Regions from separate parts of the Hordeum vulgare genome. Here region 1 is linked to region 2. Evidence: chromatin contacts called from public Hi-C data. All regions are on one chromosome and are shown on one strand. Each heading gives the region's core, a stretch centred on a gene start, on an enhancer-like site or on the middle of the called end of the contact. The rest is flanking DNA. Distances are from core to core; before and after follow the strand shown.

Region 1 (2,700 bases), core at 156-2,655, 130 kb after region 2:
AGGTTGTGCGTGCGTGCGATCATAGGGGTGAGTGTATGCTCGTGTATGTGAGTGGCTTCGATTGTACTCTGCTAAAAAAATTCCCCATGTTGCCAAAAAGAATTATTTTGGGTCCAGGCTTTGCTTTAATCTTGACTCCACCATTGAAATAATGCAAATCGTGTGCATATTTGTTATAAAGGATGTCCAGTCGACCATTACGGTAAATATGGATTACGGGCGTTGAACGCACTACGATCCAAATCTTAAATACGACGAACGCCGAGCGGACGGCCGATCCAACCGTTCAGATGGGGGCGTTGGAGGGAGTTGCTCTTAGGCTGAGAGATCCCAACCTTATTTTCCGCTAGGATTAGAGATGGCTGGTGATTAGCATTGCTTATTATTATATTCTTGCTAAAGTTATATAGGTCCTGTTTGGATACTCTAACTTAGCTAGAGGTTAGAGTTAGTTTCTAGCTCATGACTAAGCCTAAAGTAACTCTAGTCAAAGAGGTGTTTGGATGACAAGGTTAGATTGACAATATATGTACTTGATGAAGAGAGAAAGGTGATTTTTTGAGTGGGCCTCATAAAAACTATGTCCAATTAACACCTCTTGGCTGATGGGATAAAGAGAAAATGATATTTAATGAACCCATAAGAATTAGCTCCAATTAGCATCTTTTAGATGGGATAGTTTTTTAATGAATTAGATGCAACTAGCTCAAATCCTCATGTTTAAATACTTTAGGGCTAGTTATCCCCAACTAGCTCAAACTAAGGGCTTGTTTGAGACTGCTTCAATTCATCAAAATAAGCTTCACTTCATCAAATTCACCTTGAAGGAGTTTCATATAGAAGCTATAGCACTATCAAGAGAATGTTTGGTTTCAATGTAGCTCCAGCTTCAAGAATAGAAAAATTGATGGAAAGAATGTATTTGATTGGTTGAGGGGAAAGAAAATGAAGGGGTATCCACTTACTAGTGACAGTGATGGGTAATTTTCCCCCAACTTCAGCTTCTAAGAGTTTTTTAGAACACCCTCTTAGGAGCTTCAGAAAAACTTTGAAGTTGTACCCGAGATTCTAGTTTTTTTTCACAACAGCATATCATGGAGCTATCCGTTTGACTTGTCTTTTCTGGAACATAGCTGAATTTTGAGAAACAGAGCAATCCCAAACAGGCTTTAACTCTAACCGGGCGACAGATGAATGGTACTGGCAGAAACCTAAAAGCTTGTTTGATTAATCCCTCCCACAAAGGAATTGAAGTGGATTGAAAGGGATTAATCCTCTCTTCAAACCCATTTAAATTTAGAGAAACCAAACAAGACCTAAACGAGCCCAAGTCTAGACCAGTCCACGATGCAGCCGCCCCGAAGCGGCCGAGCGTGACCCTTGACGCCTGTTCACCAACAGTCGAACAGGACGGCAGGCAGTCGGCAGCAACGGAGAACGCGCCCGCACCGGCCAACACCACCGCGGCTCGCCGCCCCACCTTCCTCTTTCTTCCCGCCCTCCCACCACGCCGTGATTCCAGCGCCGACCACCCACACTACACAAAACCCTAGCCAGTCCCCGCCCCCTCCTCCACTCCATCCCTTCCCCACCTCGCATGCTCGCGCCCCTCTTCCTCCGAAACCCCAGCCTCCTCTTCCTCCCCGCCATCCTTCGCATCGCCCGGGGAGCAATGTCGGCCTCGCCGGCCGCCCAGGCGACCGTCTCCGTCGAGTACGCCAAGTCCGGCCGCTCCTCCTGCAAGGGCTGCAGCGCCGCCATCGCCAAGGGCGCGCTCCGCCTCGGCGCCACCGCGCACGACCCGCGGGGCTACGACAGCACCAAGTGGTACCACGTCGCCTGCTTCCCCGCCTCCTCGCACCCGCTTGGCCCCGTCGAGGAGGTCGAGGGGTTCGACTCCATTAAGGTCTGGGGGACTTGCGTTTTTTTTTCTTTCTTTCTTTATTTCATTTTTTTCCGATCTGTTTGCTACTTTGCTTTGAGGCTAAACTTCGGGTATTTGGGGGTTGTGCAGGATGACGATCGCGAGGAGCTGCGAGAGCTTGAGAAGGTAACGCATTCCTCACATGTTGAAATGCCCGTTCTGTTTGTGGTGTTCCTGCCACTCTTGCGCTGAATATTTCTGCCTGCAATCTCGAGTAATGTTAGATCATTCTACATTATTCCAAATTTCTATCCAATAGGCAGCTTATTATAGAATTAATATTTTTTTGATGAGCAAATGAATAAGAGATTTGGCTTCTTCCCTCACAGAATGTAGTTTTGCTTCCTAAAATAAAAGTATGGACTGTTCCATGAAATTGAACATTCTACCATTTTCAGAATAATAAGAGAGACCAGACTGCAGTAAGTCCATTGGAAGTACCAAGTCCGAAGAAAGCAAAGGTTTCACCTAAAGCAGGGGTGGCTGAAGAAGGAAGTGTCTCTGTTGAATACGCCAAGTCCGCGCGATCCACCTGCAAGGGCTGCAATGCAAGCATCGCCAAGGGCGCTCTTCGCATTGGCGTCTCAGCCCATGACCCCCGTGGCTTTGACAGCACCAAGTGGTACCACGTCGCCTGCTTCCCCACCTCGTCGCATCCACTAGGCCCTGTTGAGAAGCTCAAGGGGTTCGACTCCATTAAGGTTTATGCTCTAGGAGGCTTCATTTCATTGTTATTTAGTTCTGTTGTGTATTTTCCTTTGGGGGCTAAACTGTTA
Region 2 (2,756 bases), core at 166-2,665:
CTACTTGTGTGGCGATGATGGTCGTAGAAAGATGGGTAGGGTGATAGCTTGCCTTCACCGCCTACAATCTGACTTATTCCTAAGTGTGAAATCAGAGTTGCAGCGATGTCGGGTGACACAGTGTCAACGATGTCGCGTGATGGGCGGCTAGGGCTGTAATGATGCTAGGTGTGCTCCTCATGTTGCGAAGTCCGATTTTCCTGGTCATTGACATGTTGTAGTTGTTTATTTGACATATGCGAGCAAGATTTTCGTGCTTCGTTTGGTCTCAGAGTTATTGGTTCGTCGTCCGCAATAAAGTCGGAGTCACTTTTTGGGGAGTTTTCTGTTAATTAATCGGACAACTCTGTTCTTTTAATGAGTGGAGATCCTAAGGATTAGAGAACACATTTGCCAAACATCAAGTACCTGAAAATTTCGACGCATTAGTGTGTTCTGCTTTCACGATAGGCCAAAGACGGGGACAACACGGGGAGCGACAATGAGGAGCCCTGACCCCGATGAGGTTGAACCGTTAACGGGCAAAAGCCAACAGGAGCGAGTCCGACACTTGACTACACAGATGCGAGGATGCGGTTGTCGTCACCAGAGTTGTTGGAGATCGAATGGACTAAAGGGATGGTCGATGGCGATAGACAACACGGAAGGGGGGGGGGGGAGTCGAGCGAGGGGTGGTGCGGCAAGAACGTGCGTCACAACGCTTACTAGCTATGAAAGACACAGACAGTCGGTTAGAGCTAGGTCACACGGAGGAGGAGGAACCGTCAAGCACGGGGAAGGAAGAAGAAGAACACGTGGCAAGCCCGATCGTTGCCGTTGGACCCGAAAAAACGGATTGACGCTGAAAATTGTTTCAGGTACCTGACCGTATAGACGGTCCAAAAAAATATTCTCCATGAACAGTACTGTCCATGAATCAGCCTTTGCTGGACGAAAAATGCTTAGCCACCAAGTTATGTGCTCGTCCAAGTCGTTGCCCAAGAAGCTTCTCCCGAGACGACAAGACCACCGTGGGCGCCGACGGATGTCGGCCTCGCACCACGTGTCACAGTTCCGCCCAACGCATCCTCGCGATCTCCACCGGCCCTTCTCCCTCGTGGGTCCCGCAACGACGTGCCTGCGATGACGACGCCTACCCGTCCGCGTCTTCAAACTTAACCCCCTCTCCCGTCCACCCGCACACGCACCCTTCGTCCCGCTGCCACCTGGGCCCCGGCCTTAACTCGCCATTAAGCCAGAGGGTAGAGCTGGACCCAAGTCGAGCGCTGGGGCGCGTCGCGTACGGCGTGGACGAATCCTACCAGTTTCAAACCAAACCGCCCCTGCCCGCATCCTGGCCGTCCGCGCGCCGCCCGGACGGACGGCCCCGATCGCGTCGCGCGCCGTATAAAGCGTCGCCGCCAGGCTACGCGCACCCGGAGGTCTTTGCGTGACCGCGCAGCAAAGGGGAAAAAGAAAGGAAAGGAAAGGAGAGGAAAACTAACCGAGAAAAGCGTGGGAGGAGAAGAGAGGGGAGCATGGCGGAGCACAAGGAGGAGGAGCCGGTGGCGGAGTCCATGATGGACAAGATCTCCGACAAGTTCCACGGCGGCGGGGGCTCCTCGTCGTCGTCGTCGTCGGACTCGGACGACGACAAGAAGGGGTCGGCGGCGGGCGTCAAGGCCAAGATCTACCGCCTCTTCGGCCGCGAGCAGCCCGTCCACGCCGTCCTCGGCGGCGGCAAGCGTAAGCCCCCCCACGAGCTCCGTGTTCCAGATTCGGAAATTGATTATGGTTTGGTGCTTAGATCCGGTTCGATCTGATCGCGTTTCGTCTCGCTTGTCGAACTGTTGCTACTTCATTGCTTGGTACGGAGTCATAACTAGCTGTAGCTTTAGGATGGGAAGAAGCGATAGGACCCCCCCGGTTATGTGATTTCACAGCGCATCAGCCTGTTCTAAAGCTTGCTTGGAGGGTTTAGAGTTAGTTCTTACGCATTAAACTGAAGGTTTGCGTGCTTAATTCGAGTATGGCCATGGTTAAACGGCGGCGGCACAGTTTGTCGTCACTCTAAACCCCTAATATGCTGCTGACGATCTGGGGGCAGTGGAACAGATCTGGAATGCTTAATCGCCTAAATGTTTATTCGGGGTTTTTGGCCTGATGTGAATGCTTTATAAATTTATTCCATTCTGCTTGCAGCTGCTGATCTTGTTCTATGGAGGAACAAGAAGATCTCCGGAGGGGTGCTCGCTGGCGCTACGGCCATCTGGCTGCTGTTCGAGGTCATGGAGTACCATCTGCTCACCTTAGTGGGCCACTGCCTCATCCTCTCCCTGGCCACCCTGTTCCTCTGGTCCAATGTCTGCATTTTCATTCACAAGTGAGCTTCTCCTCACTTCTATCTAGATGGAAAAAATCGATTGAACTTATGCTAGTGCTAGACCAGCTGCTGTTGATTGTGATGCCTGCACACACCGTCCTTTACTAGCCATTTGAATTTGCTGATTGTTTAGCACTTCTCATATTCCTTTGTATTTATGATGATGTTTTAGGTCTCCCCCGAACATTCCTGAGGTGAAAATTCCGGAGGACTTGACTGTAAACATTGCCCTATCACTGCGGCATGAGATCAACCGGGGCCTGTTTACCTTGAGAGAGATTGGTCATGGTCGTGATCTGAAGAAATTCCTCATTGTATGTTGTTTACCTCTTCAATTTCGCAATGATTAATGGCTGGTGCTTTCTTGATCCTGCTCATGAACATGTGAATGTTC

Evidence for each region. A called contact is a pair of places that touch in the nucleus more often than the background predicts.
Region 1: a contact with region 2 is called in a Hi-C map of seedling, with 3 times the contacts expected there. The contact joins the promoter of LOC123444350 here to the promoter of LOC123444349 in region 2. A contact is called at or near these places in 3 of 6 Hi-C or Micro-C datasets (leaf and seedling) and 1 of 1 datasets of contacts at active chromatin or transcription factors (embryo).

The regions. Positions count from the first base shown.
Region 1 is chr3H:476,237,141-476,239,840 of MorexV3_pseudomolecules_assembly, forward strand. LOC123444350 (polynucleotide 3'-phosphatase ZDP) reads left to right here and starts at 1,406. Exons shown (of 13, transcript XM_045121039.1): 1 at 1,406-1,906; 2 at 2,015-2,050; 3 at 2,323-2,625. The coding sequence starts at 1,598.
Region 2 is chr3H:476,103,414-476,106,169 of MorexV3_pseudomolecules_assembly, forward strand. It overlaps LOC123444349 (reticulon-like protein B1), which reads left to right and starts at 1,416. Exons shown (of 5, transcript XM_045121037.1): 1 at 1,416-1,725; 2 at 2,182-2,362; 3 at 2,535-2,676. The coding sequence starts at 1,518.